Linked DNA regions of Mus musculus: region 2 is linked to region 1. The links are chromatin contacts, called in public HiCAR-type maps. All regions are on one chromosome and are shown on one strand. The core of a region is the stretch at or near the end of the contact, and the rest is flanking DNA. Distances in the headings are between cores, read along the strand shown.

Region 1 (3,976 bases), core at 901-3,400:
TTTGTACTTATTTGCTTGAGTCCCTAATTCCCTTCTTTTTAAATTGACCTTTGTGCTTGCCTTTTTCCTGCCAATTAGATCCTAATGCTGTCTGTCCTCTCAGGAATTTGTCTACTGACTCTTAATCTCTTTAACTACGCACTTATTTTTTTGAAACCCAACTTAAATATTTCTTCATCTGCAATCTTGAATATTGTCACCTGTTATTTTTCCCAAGTACCTACAATTTGTACTTTGCTTTCTGATACTGGCTGTTGAGAACTTTCTGTTGTACACTTACTTTGTTCAGGTAATTTCAGAACATTAATTCTATCTTGACTTAGTTCTAGTTTTTGAAGCCCCAACTCATTTTGTTAAACCTTGGCTCTTCAACCTGTATCTACTAAGGACTAATGACTTTTATTTGAACTGGTTGAGGTGCTTCTAGTCACATTGTTTGGAAGGTGGAGGCAGAAGGACTGAGAGAACAAGGGCAGCCTGGGATATAGCTAGAGAGAACCTATCTCAAAAGAACTAGGTGTGTTGATAACTACTAGGGCACTTGTCTAAAAAGTGGAGGACCTGGGATTTATCTTTCAGCACTAGATAAAATATTATTTATCCTTTGCCTTTCTGTCTCCAATATTCTCTGAACTCTATACACAGTTTAGCAAAATTAGCTTTTTGCAATTCTTTTTCATATTTATTTTATTTTATATGTATGGATGTCTTGCCTGTATGTATATCTGTGTGCCATGTGTGTGCTTGGTGCCCACAGAGAAGAGCATCAGACCTCTAGAACCAGAGTTATAGACATTTGTGAGTCATGCTACATGTGAGTCAACTACATATATGGAAAAATGCTACAAATACATTGTTTAGGATATGTGTGGGGGGGGGGTTGTATGCAGTTGATAAGAATTTACATTTTATAGTATCTGGGAATGGAAGATATTGAGAAATCTAGAGTTGTATGTGAATTGAATTGTGTTTGATAAAAATTATCAGAGATTTTTTTGAGGATCTTTGATTCTAGAGGTTGATATCCCTTGAACCACAAAACTTTTGGTGGCTTTTAATTGAATCAAAGTTTTCTGTCTATTTTTAAAGGTTTTTATTTTCAGCCTATTTAATTTCACACTAGTTCTTACTATATACTCTTCATTGGTCAAGTTGGTTTTATTATATATATATATGTATATATATATATGTGTGTGTGTGTGTATATATATATACATATATATATATTCTCTTCAGTTGCCTATTCCTTTCCCCCTTTAAGACAGTTGCATTTTATCTTCATATCTTCTTTTAACCAACAATCAAATTAAAATATTAAAATAGAACGCTTCCCCAACGTTCCTATCTTACTGATGCCTTCATTCATAAAACAATGTAGTCTTTAATAACAGAACATAAGATCATATATTTTATTTTATTGTTGTCAATGTTTACTGCATGCTAATTCTATCTTCCAAATGGGATGGCAAATTCTGTAACAGTAACTAACCAACAAATTATATATCTCTCATGTCACCCAACAAATTTTGGTAATGCATCAAGTGTTGCCAATTTAACATAAGGCTTGCCTTTATTTTTTTCCCTGTAATTCACAGGTGATTGCCCAGATTTGTTTTTCTGACAAAACAAGGATTGAAATTAAGTGAATTAAGTCCATTTAGTGCCTTAGTGACCACAGTCAACCATTTACAAATAAGTACACTCATTCTTATTGGAAAAATTCCAAAGGGTCTTTGGAAACATTGATTTTTAATAACATTGCTTATATACCTGTCAAATGAACCTTTATGCTACTATTCAGTTTTGGTAATGGAGAAAAATTTTTCTCAAAGCAAATCTCAAGTTTGAAGACCAGGCATCACTTGACTCAAAGGATTGTCATGAAACTACTACAGGCACAGGGATGCTGGATGTTCACAGCTACCCAGGGAGAGAAGAACTGAGAGGCCCCCCGCCACAGATTTAGCAGATAAGTGCCAGGAAGAGGCAGCCCTACTACAGGAAGCCACTTCTCCTCCCCTCCCTCCCAACTCTTGGGTTCTGGGCTGAGGCCAGGGACTGTCCGGAGCTGATCTCGGGCTCTCATTGGCCGCTGTCTTTGGTGACGTCACGATCATGATGAGAATTGATGATCGGACACGCTGATTTCATTGTCTGAGGCGGCAGTGGAGACCCAGGAAAAAATCTTGCGGACTCCGCCTGCTCTGGCCCTGGTCTCATCTTGGAACCTCTGATCTCTTTCGTGACCGCACCACGCCCGAGGTAAGCGCCTAACCTGACTGTCTGTGAAGGGCAAAGGAGGACTTTCAAGACCCTGGGATAATGTGCCCAGTAGGGGGCCCGTAGGGTCTGTGGCCTAAAGATACAGCCAATAAATTGGTGCAGCTTCTAGGAAGCCAACTTCCTCTACCCTCCAAGCAAAGGCTGGGAAGAGCATGAAATTAGAAAGGAGCTGAGGATGGGGATACTGTGGGTATTGCCACACAGTGCAGGACCTTGCTCTGAAAGAGGGCGATGTCTGGGACTTACTACTGGCCAGATAGTAAGAGAAACTGGCGCCTCTGCTTCTAAAGAAAAGACAGGATTGAATTCTACCACTTCTAGATTTCACTGGACAGTAGATTTCTCATAGCCCCACTCAAATCGCACCGAGGACGCTGCGCCTGCGCATAAACACTCTGATTAGAGGGGAGGGGGGAGGTTCACTGCAGAGAGAATGGGCTTGGAAGTTGCGCAGGCGCCTTTTCTCTTTAGCTGGAGGGGGAGGGGCTGAGCTGTGTCTGAACTGAATAAGGGAAAGGTTAGGGATTTGGCCTTGAGATGTTTCAAGTGCCATTTGAAGTGAGGGATCTGCTACTGATTTTTGCATTTGGCCTACTGAGTGTACTCAGCATCAAAATAAGACTGATAAATTTGAGAAAGCAAATTCTTACTTTAAAGATATGTCTATGGAAAGGAAGGAAATTGAAGAACTTGCAGACTAAAGTTCTCAGTTATAAAGAAGAGTTAAAGATGTGTGTGGGGGGATTGTATACAATAGTTTTAAAAATAAATCTAACTTTCAATCTTCAAAGAGCTTAGGTGTGATATGACATTCAGTAATTTGGCGCATCACTTTGAAGACTTAGAAATATATTTACTCACTTGTCTGTCTTTTCTTCATGTTTAGCCCCATCACATAAAGCTTTTACCTCTATCTCAGATTTGATATTTTCCTTCTTTCTTCTTCTTGGGTGTTTCTATTAGAACCATCTAAGTCAAATCTTATTTCAAGAGACTTTCTCTAGCATCCATTAATTGGGACGGACTATGTCACCCCACTGTTTGGAGGAATGATCAGCCCCTCTGTCCTTGGGGAAAGATTGTATTGTTGGATTATTAGTCCCTGCCATGATCTCATCATTTACTCCCATTTTACAGGGAAAAATTGGGATTTTCTCCAATTTTTAAAGTGAAGATCTTGTTAAATATTGGCGACTTTTCCTTTGTATGTCTTCTCATACCATTCTTCACCTGCTCCTCAGTCTTCTCTCTTATACTCCTCTGGTAACTAAAGGAGCTTCCTAGCCAGCATATTCCTTTCACCATATAAAACTACCTGTCTGTGAACACTACTTCAATATTGTTTTCTCTAACAAGAATATCCTTGGCTTCCTATTATCCATTTTTTCAAGCTACTTCCTGTTATCTATTATTCCAAGTCAGATTCTACCTAGATTGCAAAAGAACAACGAAACCTCAATCTAGCCTTTTTGAATGGTAGCACCTTATCTTTCTTCAATGTAAATTTCCCTACTGTTTCTTGAACAATTTTGCTTCTCACACCACTATCACCACTTTTTCCTAGGCAACTTTCTATTCTACATAATTTAAATCTTGTCTTCGTTGGAACTGCTGTTCAAATTAGACCACCTATAAGTGTCTTTCAAGTACAATGCAGTGGCTGTATAGGTCAACTTCCCTAAAATTCTGACAT
Region 2 (3,976 bases), core at 860-3,359, 610 kb before region 1:
CAAATCAAACATTATCATTTAAGAAAAAAAAAACTTTACAAAAATTATTTTAAATCAAAAACATGAATGAAATAATTTCTGGTACCAGAAAACTATTAAAACCCATGGCTCACAATACTTTTCATTGTTTTGCCTGGTCCCTTACTCCCCCTTATTATGAGACTTGCTATAGAGCCTTATATAATAAATGGTCTTTTAAAGTTCATCAGATAGAAAATTTCCTCAGTTAGGCTAATGATACTCAGGAACTAGTATTTATCACTTGGTCAAGATCAAAAATTTAACAATAACTTTAAAATAAAAATTGGGAAATGAAATGACTAAGGTGACACCATCCTCTTCTGACTCCATTTTATGTTCGATTAAATAATTCTCAGCCCTTTATCTGATTCCCCCAGTGGTCACATATGCCTTGGCAACACATGTGAGACTTCCACAGCTTTGACCATTGGCCAGATGTATTAGCCAAAATAATTGGCAAGTTATATCTAAAGTAACTACTATGTTCTACCAGGGATAAATGTTTCATGGCTACTCTGACCTTCATCTAACTTTGATGCATCTTTCTGGGTTTTGATTTCAAAACTGTGTATTTCTGAACTTGGGGACCAAGAAACTTTTCAGAACCACAGCCCTGCTCGTGATTTGGCCACCAAGAAAGGACTTAAAAGTTTTAATTAATTAATCAAAAACTTTCTCATGTGGATCAGTACAGTTGTCAAGGACACACACTTAGAAGAGCCATTCTGTGTTTACCAAAAGAAGCAAGCATCTCCTACCAATGGCCTACACACCACACCCTACCCAATACAAAATTGTAAACTATTTAAACATTGTAAAAATATTATTTGGGGCTTTTTTTTTTTTTTTTTTTTTGGTAACTTGATTGTGATTCTCCAGGATAAACTTTGTAGAGGTCAGGTGGGGTTGCATTATCAAAAGGTTGGTCAGACGTGCATGCTAGAAATTAAATAAGAATGGGCAAGGGCACTTTAGGAATTGCAGAAAGAGCAGGTAAATGGGGCATGAAGAGATAAAGTAGGAAGTTAAGTACACAGGAGAGGGTTCTTGGGTGACAGGAGAGGAAGCTGGAGTGCAGAGGCTAGGTGAAGTGTTGTTATCTAGAAGGGTAACCTGACCCCTGAGAGCTGATAATGGAGTGCCTATAAAGGCTTTAAAGTAGCAGGGCAGAGTCTCATTTTGATATAAGTACTATGGCAGCACAGGAGAAAATGGATTCCATCAGAGCAATGGAGTGGGTAGAGTCCAGTTAAGAGAATGGTCCGTAGTTTGAAAGAAAGTATGAGGTCCCAAACTAGAGAAATGCAGTGAAGAATGGGAAATATTAAAAGTCAATGTCCTCTGATTGAATTAATAACAATCTTATAGCCTTCAAGCCTAACAGAGTCATTACATACCTTTAAAAAAAAATACATGCGTTAAGTATTTGTAAACTGATGTTGAAACCCGAGTCGGCTGACTTGTTTCCTTTACCCCCGATTTCTACACAAAAGCACCTTTTCTCATAAAACTCCAAAGAAACTGGTTATTCGACGGGGAATAACACTATGTATAATCCCACTCACAACACAGATTCTGAGAAATCTCTACTTTTGTCTGTTTTGCCCACAGCTAATTTTTGAAGGAAGTCTTATGTCCCGGTCTGGGAGCCCCGCCCTGCACACCAAGACAGCGCCAAACTTTTGTTTTGTTTTGTTTCCTTTTGTTTTGTTTTCCTTCTCCAGAGAGGCGAGTGGCCAGGCCTTCCTCATCACTCACTCAGCGGGTTGCGGGACTAAAGCCCCGCGGTGTAAACAGTTACCCGCAGGGATTAAGGAGAAGGCGAGGGAGGTTTGTTGAGACTGCAAAGATTAAAGACTCCGATCCTCATAGTCTCATCTCCAGGTCGCCACTTGCTGAGGGGCTCCCTCCATGAGTTACGATAGACGGTCCCTTCTATAATTATTGTAATGCTTGGGCTCAGAGCGAGCGGGGAGTGGAAAACTAAGTTTCTTTTCACTTACCCTAAAGGCCGCCATACCTATGACCCTCTCGGCTCAAGTTTTCAGACGGAGAGCGCAGAGGGACAAAGCAGTTCACTTTGCCTTGCGTCACCATAGCCCCGCCCCTTTACGCTAGGAGCCCGCTGGCCCTGCCCTTTCCCCGCCCTCCTGCCATTGCTTTTGTAGGCGCCAAAGTCAATTGGTTAGCACTTCTTCAGAGCAAAGGGCCTATCTTTGCGGTTGACATTCCAGTCCTCATACATCTAACCTCTAAGAATAGTCTCCACACTCCAATTAGAAATTGTTTTCTTGGGTGAATGACTGGGTGTTTACGGGATTTGTCTAGATAAGAACTTAAAACTCAACTGCCTTAATAAACAACCATATAGTCTGTCACAAGAGCAGGTCACCACTGCAATCCTTGAGGCAATTCAATTACATTCATTCTAGAACTGTCACTAAACACCAATTCTGTCAGGAAGTTGCTCACAGTACACTACAAAACCTACATACAGCACCAAGAGAAAATGACAAAAAAATTTTAGAAAGGCCTCAACACTATTCAAGAAAACAGAACCTTGACAAGACGGTTCAGCTTGTAAGAAGTACTTACTGGCTGACAAGCCGGATGGCCTAAATTTCACACACACACACACACACACACACACACACACACACACACAGAGAGAGAGAGAGAGAGAGAGAGAGAGAGAGAGAGAGTAAATAAAATGTATTAAAAGTGTAAAAGTAGAAGCTATCTGTTGAGAAGGAATGGAGTTTTCTAGTTCATACAGATAGAAGGCGCTGATAGGGTGATTTGAAGAAAGTCATGAGGAATATAGGCAAGTGGTCTATGCAAAAGTAATATCAGGAACAGAGAGTGGTAGGTCCCAACAATGAAAAAACAAACATACCACAACAGGGGCTCTCTGTGTCACTATAACTAGTGTGGATTGTTTGCTTTTGTTTTGTTTTATCCTTTTTTTTTTTAGTTGCCTGTTTGTATTCCAAAGATGAAGGCATGGAGTCGGGGTCAGAGGTGGCAGAATCTGGGAGGACATGAGGGAGGGAAAACTGTGATCAGAATATATTATATGGAAATTCCTAATTAAAAAAGAATAAAAAGAAATGTAATTGGAAGGCTTTTAGCATTGGTGTGACTTGATCTAAAATACATTATAAAATGATGATTATGATGTTCCCAGGAGACTAGATTGTGAGGAGGTATATTATTCTCTGTAAGGGTACAGGCTCCCTGAGGCCTCTGTGAATAATTCGGAGACAAAGAGTGTCCATTTATGTTCCCATTAACTTCACAGTATTAGGTAACTGCATTCACTTATTCATTTAATAAATATTTAAGTGTAAACTATATACTAAGCATTAGTGGTATACTAAACATATTTGATACTTAAGGCAGGTTCATTTTTAATGAATATATAATGAAATATATTATTAAGTTATTAAATAAATAACAATGGTCATGAATAAAAGACTAAAAGTTTTTAATATTTTTTTACACTTAAAGTACAGCATACATGTTTCTAATAAAATATCGATATGAAATATAATATTAAATCAAGTAAATTCTATTATATAAACTATAAATAAAATAGTGAAAAATATTTAAATTTTTCATGAATTTATTTTCCTGATAAGAATAAAGCTATTTATACAATTTCAGTTTCTGGTTTTGAGGTTTAACATTTTTAATTACATTATCGAAATCTAATATTTGTGAATATTCAACAGGTGCTTTGAGGAGGTTTTAAGTGATTCTATTTGTTCATTGTTAATTGACATGCACTTGTCAATAATTTTAATACTAATAAAATTTTCACAATTAACAGTAAAGATGCAATTTGGGATAACTGTGAATAAGCATATATAGAAGAGAGAAATTCTTTTTGCTCAAAACTTCAGGAATTAAGGTAGGATCCATGTCTCTGCTTCTTTAGAATCAATTATTAAGT

The links. HiCAR-type assays count read pairs that join an accessible place to other places.
Region 2: a HiCAR-type map of astrocytes shows a contact between it and region 1, with 5 times the contacts expected there. The contact joins the promoter of Apool here to the promoter of Hdx in region 1. A contact is called at or near these places in 6 of 39 promoter capture datasets (cranial neural crest, embryonic stem cells, frontonasal cranial neural crest and 2 more) and 4 of 115 datasets of contacts at active chromatin or transcription factors (astrocytes, cardiomyocytes, embryonic stem cells and 1 more).

What each region holds. Positions count from the first base shown.
Region 1 is chrX:111,695,253-111,699,228 of GRCm38.p6, reverse strand. Hdx (highly divergent homeobox) reads left to right here and starts at 2,150. Exons shown (of 10, transcript NM_001080549.2): 1 at 2,150-2,262.
Region 2 is chrX:112,309,485-112,313,460 of GRCm38.p6, reverse strand. Apool (apolipoprotein O-like) reads right to left here and starts at 2,109. Exons shown (of 9, transcript NM_026565.3): 1 at 2,025-2,109. The coding sequence starts at 2,039.